2 separate regions of the Columba livia genome follow, and region 1 is linked to region 2. The links are chromatin contacts, called in public Hi-C maps. All regions are on one chromosome and are shown on one strand. Each heading gives the region's core, a stretch centred on a gene start, on an enhancer-like site or on the middle of the called end of the contact. The rest is flanking DNA. Distances are from core to core; before and after follow the strand shown. Region 1 holds the start of MEIS2 (Meis homeobox 2). Region 2 has its middle 170 kb from the start of CDIN1.

What was found. Hi-C and Micro-C count contacts between places; a contact is called where the count stands out from the background.
Region 1: a Hi-C map of liver shows a contact between it and region 2, with 2.3 times the contacts expected there. The contact joins the promoter of MEIS2 here to the enhancer-like site in region 2. A contact is called at or near these places in 2 of 2 Hi-C or Micro-C datasets (crop and liver).

Annotation. Positions count from the first base shown.
Region 1 is chr5:33,562,900-33,566,886 of bColLiv1.pat.W.v2, reverse strand. It overlaps MEIS2 (Meis homeobox 2), which reads left to right and starts at 1,511. Exons shown (of 14, transcript XM_065064199.1): 1 at 1,511-2,466; 2 at 3,518-3,750. The coding sequence starts at 2,455. It overlaps LOC110358654 (a long non-coding RNA gene), which reads right to left and starts at 1,530. Exons shown (of 2, transcript XR_010472938.1): 1 at 1,217-1,530.
Region 2 is chr5:33,384,387-33,388,292 of bColLiv1.pat.W.v2, reverse strand. No RefSeq gene overlaps it. Among named protein-coding and RNA genes, the nearest start is that of CDIN1, 170 kb to the right of the region's middle. Within about 2 kb of position 2,537, at least 3 of the 3 cell types and tissues checked have an H3K27ac peak away from gene starts, as active enhancers do.

The DNA.
Region 1 (3,987 bases), core at 262-2,761, 180 kb before region 2:
CAGGCCAAATATCTATAACTACCCCTTGAGTAATTTTCTTAAAGTTAAAAAAAAATCTTAAAACCATCGTCGTCATCACGAAAAGCAAAACAAACGCAAATAAAAACTATTTGAATAATTCATATTTTTCCTGCCGTGTATTTTTAAAAGCCATCAATGTATGAGGCCACATTCACAACTGGGTACATAATCATTGATAAATCCCACTATTAACGGTATAGTCTGTTTTAGATTTTATGTGCAGGGGACCGTGAACGAGGGTGGGGGGTTGGGAGGACAAAACTGCAGCAATCGATAGTTTGACCATCGCTCCTCCCCTAAACTTCAAGCATCCCCCATGATTGATGATCCCGGGTAGCTTTGGTAATTGACTGCTCGGAGGTAAGGCACGGTTTAGCTCCGGCAAAGTGATTGGGCGAGAGAAACACACCAAAATTAACGTCTGTGTGTGTGCGTGCGTGTGTGTTTGGAAAAGTTCATTTGGTGCTCAAGGGGGGGGGGGGGTGCATCATCGCACTTAATTTGCTAAATAACCCCATTGTAATTAGCACCACCATTAGAAGGCATTACCGAACTAATACTTCAGCACGCATTCCACAAGCGCAGCGTCGATATACGGCAAAGTCCAGCAACATACACACGTAAATACAGCGCTCGCCGCCGGATCCGCTCAAAAAGAACATGCAAACAAAAATCTACATAACATCTGGATCTCTCCTACAAAAGGCTGAGCATGACTTTGTTTTTAAGCCCTTTTCAAAGCCTGGCAGCCTAATCGCAAAACTAAAAAGGGATTTCCCCCTCTTCCCCCCCCTGAGCATCTCCCCCCAAGACATCCACAGCGCGCTTGATAGCAGCGATCACTTTATGAAGAGCGGTGCCAAACACGGTTTGAATGAGGCTTTCTCGTCATGCCCTGGAAAATTAATTTTTAGAAAAGCACAATGAATTGTCAAAGGAAAGAAACCACACTTGCAACATAACATGCTGGCGGAGAGGCGCGTACTTGGCCGGAGCAGGCTCGCTTCCCGGGGAAGATCAACTTTGCGCGCCCCCCCGTACGCTGTAGCTCTCCGTGCCCCCGGACTCGCATACTCTTCGCCGCAACAGCGATAGCCGGCGATTTAAATAAATAATTCAGCGCATAAATCAGACACTAAACATCGCGGTTAATCGGAAGGTATTTTGTTGCTAAAATAATCTAGCGCAAACCAACCCGGGGCTGGGCTTCTATCGCACTTTTCTTCTCGCTCTCTGCAGTTTTCCCCTGCCTCTCCCCCCTCTCGCACACACGCACTCTCCCTGTCCTTCCTCCCCTCCCTCCCTCCCTTTCTGCTCCCTCCCTCCCTCCCTCCCTCCCTCTCTCTCGCACGCTCGCTCGCTCGCTCCTTCCTACACGCGTTGCTTCGCTCGGGGCAGGGGCTGCTGCGCGGCTCCCCCCGCGCGGCGCCGCGGCCGCCCTGCCGCGCGCTGCGCATCACCGGCGCTCCGCCGGCTGGGCCGCCCCGCGCCCCGCGCCCGCGCCCCGCGCTCCGCCGCCGCTCCCCGCCGCCGCCGCTCCCCGCCGCCGCCGCCGCCGCCGCCGCCGCGCTGCAGGACTGGCTATGGCCACCACTACTTCCGGGTTCCGTCACTTCATTCTCCCGCCGATCAGCGCTGCAAAACTGAGCCTCTTCTATAAGGCAGCCAGCAGCCAACCTGCCAACACTTACTGACACTCACTCATCTCAGAGAGCGAGAGAGAGAGGGAGACAAAATACCTACCGGGAGGAGGAAAAAAAAAAAAAAAGAGAGAGGGGGAAGTCCGGGCTTTGCAAACTATTCAATTTTTCTTCGCATCTTTCCCCATCCCCCTTCACAGTACTTAAAAAAAAAAAAAAAAGAAAAAACAAACAAACAACAACAAAAACCAGCCCTATAGCGATCCTAAAAGGCAAAACCCGAGCGCGGAGTTACTGGAAGAAGAAACCGGGGTTAAAAAGATTCCTCCTCTCTTCTTCATCATCATCAACCATCATTCATTCACTACCTTGACATTCCCTGGCTTTGATTGACAGCTGGAGTGGCAAAAAGCCATGAGACACGACAGTTTGGTTACATGTGGGTTGCTGACGGGCCGATCGTAACCTTCAGTTTGGGGGCTTGACAATTTTTTTTTTTTTTTTTTCTGTAGAGAAAGAAAAAAGGAAAAAGAGAGAGAGAAAAAGGAAAGAGAGAGAGAAAAAAGAAGAAAACACAGAAACTCATCGTGGTTCTTGACTGTTTTTTATATATTGTTGTTGTTGTTATTGTTGTTATTATTATTATTTACCCATATTGGAGGATAGGAGAAGTCTATAAGTGGGTTGCAAAAAAAAAAAAAAAAAGGAATCTTCTTCACTCTAAATCACTTTCTTTGCTGGACTGGGATATTAAATATACGACACATCCAGGAGTTTATTGGAGCGCAGACTGATGGCGCAAAGGGTAGGTTTAAATCTCCAACACTTACCTATATATAAATCCTCTCTTAAGAGGGGCCTGTCCGATTTGCTCTCCTCTGTTGCTGCTGATGATGGCGGCCACTATTAAAAAATAGCAGCAAAAATTATTCACTAGCTTTTTGTGTGTGTGCGTGAGTGTCTCTCTGTGTGTGTCTCTCTCTGCAATTGTTCCACGCTTTTTTCCTCTCTAGCTTTTCCCCCAGCAGCGCGATTTCCCTGCTCTCTGCCTGCTCAGTAGCACGGGTTTCACAGGGGAAAGCTCGCTGCTGCTGCTGCTGCTGCCGTTACAGCCGCTGCCTAGGAAAGACTAAGAAACACATATGTGTGTTTGTGTATATACGGACGTATATATATGTATACACATATAGCTGCCTTGTGTTTTTTTTCTTTTTTCCTTTTTTCTTTTTTTTTCTTTTTTTTTTTTTTTTTTTTTTTTTTGTCTCTGGCTTTGACAAGGACGAGGGGAATTGCTTCTAAATAATGTTTCTGGTAACTTTCAGATTATTTCCCCCTTTATCTTCCTCCCTCCCCCCCCCCGATGCACCCTAACTTTATTCTCCCCTTCCCAGTGTTGATTTATTTATATAGTTGCTTTTGATTCTGCTTGTTTATTCATTTATGTTTTATTTTTTTTGTCCTTCCTTTCTAATGCAGAGTAACTCTAGTTTCTCTCCTCCGTTTCCTTCCTTTTCATCCCCGTTTCCTTGTTAGGGCTTCTCCTGCCCGTGCTGAAGAGGACCATCTCCCCCCGCACACACAGGCACACACACTTTCCCCCTTTACCTCTCCCTGCACCCCCACTCCTTCCTCAGCCTCTCCAGCCCCTGCTCCCGATCCCTGTTGATTTTCATTTTGCACATTTCTCTCTCTGTTGTGGCTGTTCTTGTTTTATTTTGCTCTGTTCGTGTCTGTCCGGGTGCTTTACTCTCTTCTGACTTTTGTTGTGTTTGTTTGTTTGTTTTTTTATTCCTCTCTCTCTCCCCCCCCCTCCCCCTTTCTCTTTCTTTCTTCTCTTCCGGCCCGTTTTTTGACAGTACGATGAGCTGCCCCACTACGGCGGGATGGACGGAGTAGGGGTGCCGGCGTCCATGTACGGGGACCCCCACGCCCCCCGGCCGATCCCCCCGGTGCACCACCTCAACCATGGGCCGCCGCTCCACGCCGGACAGCACTACGGCGCCCACGCCCCGCACCCCAATGTCATGCCGGCCAGCATGGGCTCCGCTGTCAACGACGCCCTGAAGCGGGACAAGGATGCGATCTACGGGTAGGTGCCGCCGGGCCGCCCGGCGCCATGGCCCGGCTCCGCAGCGCCGGTGCCCGCGGAGCGGCGAGGGCAGGAGCGGGGCAGGCGGGCGGCGGGGGCTCCCGCGGGGACGCGGTGGCGGGCGGCGGAGGCGAGCTGAGCCCCGGAGCGGGGCGGAGGGGAAGCCCCGGTGAGAGGGCGGCGGTCGGGGGGCCCCCAGCCGCCCGCTCCGGAGGGAGACCCGCGCGGTGGCATTGC
Region 2 (3,906 bases), core at 1,288-3,787:
CTTTCCAGACTTAAAAATCAATGTTTTCTCATTTAAAGTGAATTTTAATGCTTTTACTTGGGAGTTGTTAAGGACGCCGTAAATTTTATTGTAATGCCTCTAAGCACCGAAACCCTGCCAGAAGACAGGTTGATGTTCATGTTGTTTTTTGGGGAAAGATGTTGTTGCTGGTTTTGTTGCCTCTAAAGGGTCTTCTTCAGAAAACTCAATCATTTTGAATAACTGCAAAACAAACTGATGTAAAGGGGGCGGAGAAGTCAAGGATATTCCTTCTGCCCTCCCCTCTCCATTTCGTCTTGGCGATCAGGTCCTCTCGCTTTGGCAGACAAGTCTGCCTTACTGTGTTTCCACAAGGCACAAAGGCGGTAATTCCGCTGGTTTTATAGAGAAACGGAGAAATGTTTCCATTGAGGAGGACATGTTCCGTAAAAGTCCCTCTCCCTTCTCAAAAATCTCGGAGGGGACTGTGCGGACGGGTGCGGTGTGATGCGCGGAGGGGTGCGGTGGGATGCCCGCGGGACGGGCTGGGCTGGGCTGGGCTGGCACCGGTGTCGCGCCCGCACCGCTGCGGGCGAGAGACAGTGACCGGCCTGCCTGCCCCTCACACATCGTGCGGAGCTGCTCAAACGATCTTTCTGTAAGCCGACGTAGCGCTGCTAAAGGAATATGTCCGGTCCTGGTGGAGACCTTACATATCTGTAGGCATCTGCTTACAGAGATGACTACAAGTTAACACTGGGGCGTAACTGGAAGCCGGAATAGGGCTTGCAGAGACTTTTTTTTTTTTTTTTTCCCCCAGAATATTTGTCTTTACAGGCTACTGCCAAGTAAAATCCCCATCAGAAGGTTGATCCTGAACCCATTTACACGGGGTTAATTCCTCGAGCCACAGGAGAGTTCGTCCCCGGGCCGTGAGATCAGAAATAGGCCCCTATCACCTGGTTTTGTCCGAGACGTGTTTAAAATTCCTTAAATTAGCTCCATGAAGAACCAGGGCAAACTCCTTTGATTAAAGCGACTGTCAGATTCTTCGAGATTAGGAGAGAGAAAACGCAGAGTAGGATGTATTTATTATTTATACTATAGTCCACTGTGAACAGTTGGAAGGAGAGGATTAGAGAGCGTGTTTGAAAGAGAGACAGAGAAAGAGAGAGAGAGAGATGTAACACTCCCGGTGGTTTGGACCAAGCTCCTTCATTTCTCCCCCTTTCTGAGCTTCCCTTGCAGCCACCCCAGCTGTGCTCCCTAAACCGGGGGCCACCAGCTCCTCCTCCCGCTCGCTGCGCCGGCAATCAGCGTCCCGCGTCACTTCATTAACGGCCCGACATTAGTAATCCGATCTCCCTGATTTTCACTCAAGTTTTATATTGTTCTGGTTGAGGCTGGTGCGTGGCACTGAACACAGCTAGTCCTTGGGAAAAAAGAAAGGGGGGGGGGCTTTCCACTTTCAGGCTTGTGTGTGTTTAGAAATGCAGGGTAAGGGAGCAAAACAAAGCCATAATCTAGTTCTCGCCGAGTAATTTACTTTAGGACCTCACTTTAATGGGGACGGGGCATCTCAGCCCTTGTATTTGACTGGAGCGGAGGTGAGGGGAGCCTTATTTTTTTCTGCGGCTCCGGCTCCCCAGTTAGGAAACATTTTCAAATCTATGAGCCTTGAATGGAGAAATACTCGCTGCTAATATGGGACATAGACGAGTGGCAAAAAACCTGAATGGAAACTGTGCGGTAGCTTTGGGAGAAACTAACGATGTGCTTCAGCTCTTGCCATTGCAGGAAAGGAGAGGGGGGGAAACCCCTTCTGATTAATAACTAGCAGGGTAATGTTGAGGGCTTTTTCTGCCCGATTGCCTTTTTGAATTAGAGCCGATTTCTTCACACTTCAATAGGGCCTGTCTCTTTTAAAATGACTGGCAGATTTGTTTCTCCTTTTTTCTTTCCCTGAGACTTAATGATGTAAATTTTCTAATTAGTTAAATCACGTTGCTTAAAGGCCTTAATATTTACCGGGCAAGGAATTATAGTCGCTTTCGGATCTCTCGAAATAACCAGCGAAATAACATTAGGATTTTTAGGAGGGAGGGGGGAACAGTGGAGGGGGGGCTAAGTTGGGGAAATATCACGTAAAACGAGAGCTAAAGTTCAGCCCGGAGCTTCTTCCCTCCTCCCCCACGCCCCCGAACCCGCTTTTATTTTTCAATCAGCTAAGATTTAATTAGGAGCCCCCAGGCCGGACGATCTGATATTTTCTCATTAGTTTCCCATCAGTAATCTTGAGTGTTAGATTGGCTTAAAGGTTGTCAACATTTGACCAATTTTATTTAAGGCAAAGAAATCACGCATTATAGCTCCGGGACCCGAGATCGGAAAATAAATCCTGCCCGGATCAGCGGAACTAACAGGCGAAAAAAATGTTGACAATTCATCGTTGTATTTAATAAGTTGCATAATGTATAGTACACACACGCACACGCACGCACACGCAGGGGGAGAGGCACGGGGACACCCGTGCGGCGGAGCGCGTGCACGGGGCGTCCAGCGCCCGGGAACACGCACAGCTGGACGGAGGGCTGTGACGCTGTGCTAGTGTGTGTGTATGTGTGTGTGTGTACACGCGTGTGTCTTGTGTGTATACGCGTGTTCGTGGGCGGGCGCGCGGCGCGGCGGCGCGAGCTCCCAGGCGCAACGTCGGAGCGCCCCCTGCTGGCCGCACCTGGCACCGCCGCGGAGGAGCCCTCCGCCCGCGCTGCGCGCTTCCCTGCGCGCCGGTGTGTAGGGTAGATGCGCGGCTCAAGGGGCGCGCAAGCAGCGGGGCGCGCCCGCGCCCACTTCTGCGTACAGACCGCAGGTGACAGGGAAGCGCCTCCGCTGGCCCGCGCCTGCCTTTGAGCCTGGGAGGACCGTAACATAAACTGTTTACTAAACTGTCCTTTTCCTTTCTTTGGGAGCGCAGAGCTGCTGATAGCGGCTACGGGCGGCTGATAAGGAGGATAAACAGCTTTTGTAGCCCCCGCCGTTTACTTGGCGTCTCGCTTGGCAGCGCGCATGGGGAGGACGGGGGTCCCACGCCTGCTCCACGCGGGCAGCGCGACCCTGCTCGCCCCACGGGCCCTGCGGCAAGGCGGGCCGTGCTCGGGGGCCTCCACCCGAGCTTGGCTCTCCGCTCCCCGGCACCCCGCACGGCCTCCACTGCGCGCTTGGCCGCAGGCGCGTAGCAAAGCAACTGGGGGGAATGAAAAGGGCAATAAACCATTGCCAAATGGGTGTCACATGACCCCGGTAATTTATAGGTAAGCCCGCAGTTTTATGTTTATTGAAAACACGACAGAAGGGTAAAACCAACTGATCTGCCGCGATTTCACCCCAGACTTTTTTCCTCAGAGAGAGGTGGCTATTCCGCACCCTCCTCCGCCGTCCATGCTCTCACCGGCGCCTCCGCGGAGGACAGGGGAAAGCGGCCGGGCAGGAGCGCGGGGTACGCAGAGCCCGGCGCGGCTCCACAGCGCTGCGAGCCCGGCCCGGTCCCGGCCGCGACCCCGTGGGGAGGCGGGCCGGGGCGGAGGTGTGCGGGAGAGCGCTGCCGCCGCCGCCCACCGCGGGGTCCGGCCCTGGCGACGGGAGCCGCGCTGAGCGCCCGTGGGTGCCGGCCCGGCGGAAGGCTCCGCTCTGGCTGGGGCAGCGCGGGGTGCGCAGCGAGGGCAGAGCTCTGCTCGTCAGCCGCAAATACAATCATGAATCGCCCGCGTTTGAAAAGGCAACCTAGTCTCTTTGTACACCAGGATACCACAGTTACATATTTATGGTTTAAAGGGTTATTTTGCCCATTAAAAAAAAATGGCACAAAACCAGCACTCAAACCTGCATCTAGTCCTGTTTGTTCAGGGCTGTGCCTAGACAGAGTCCAGC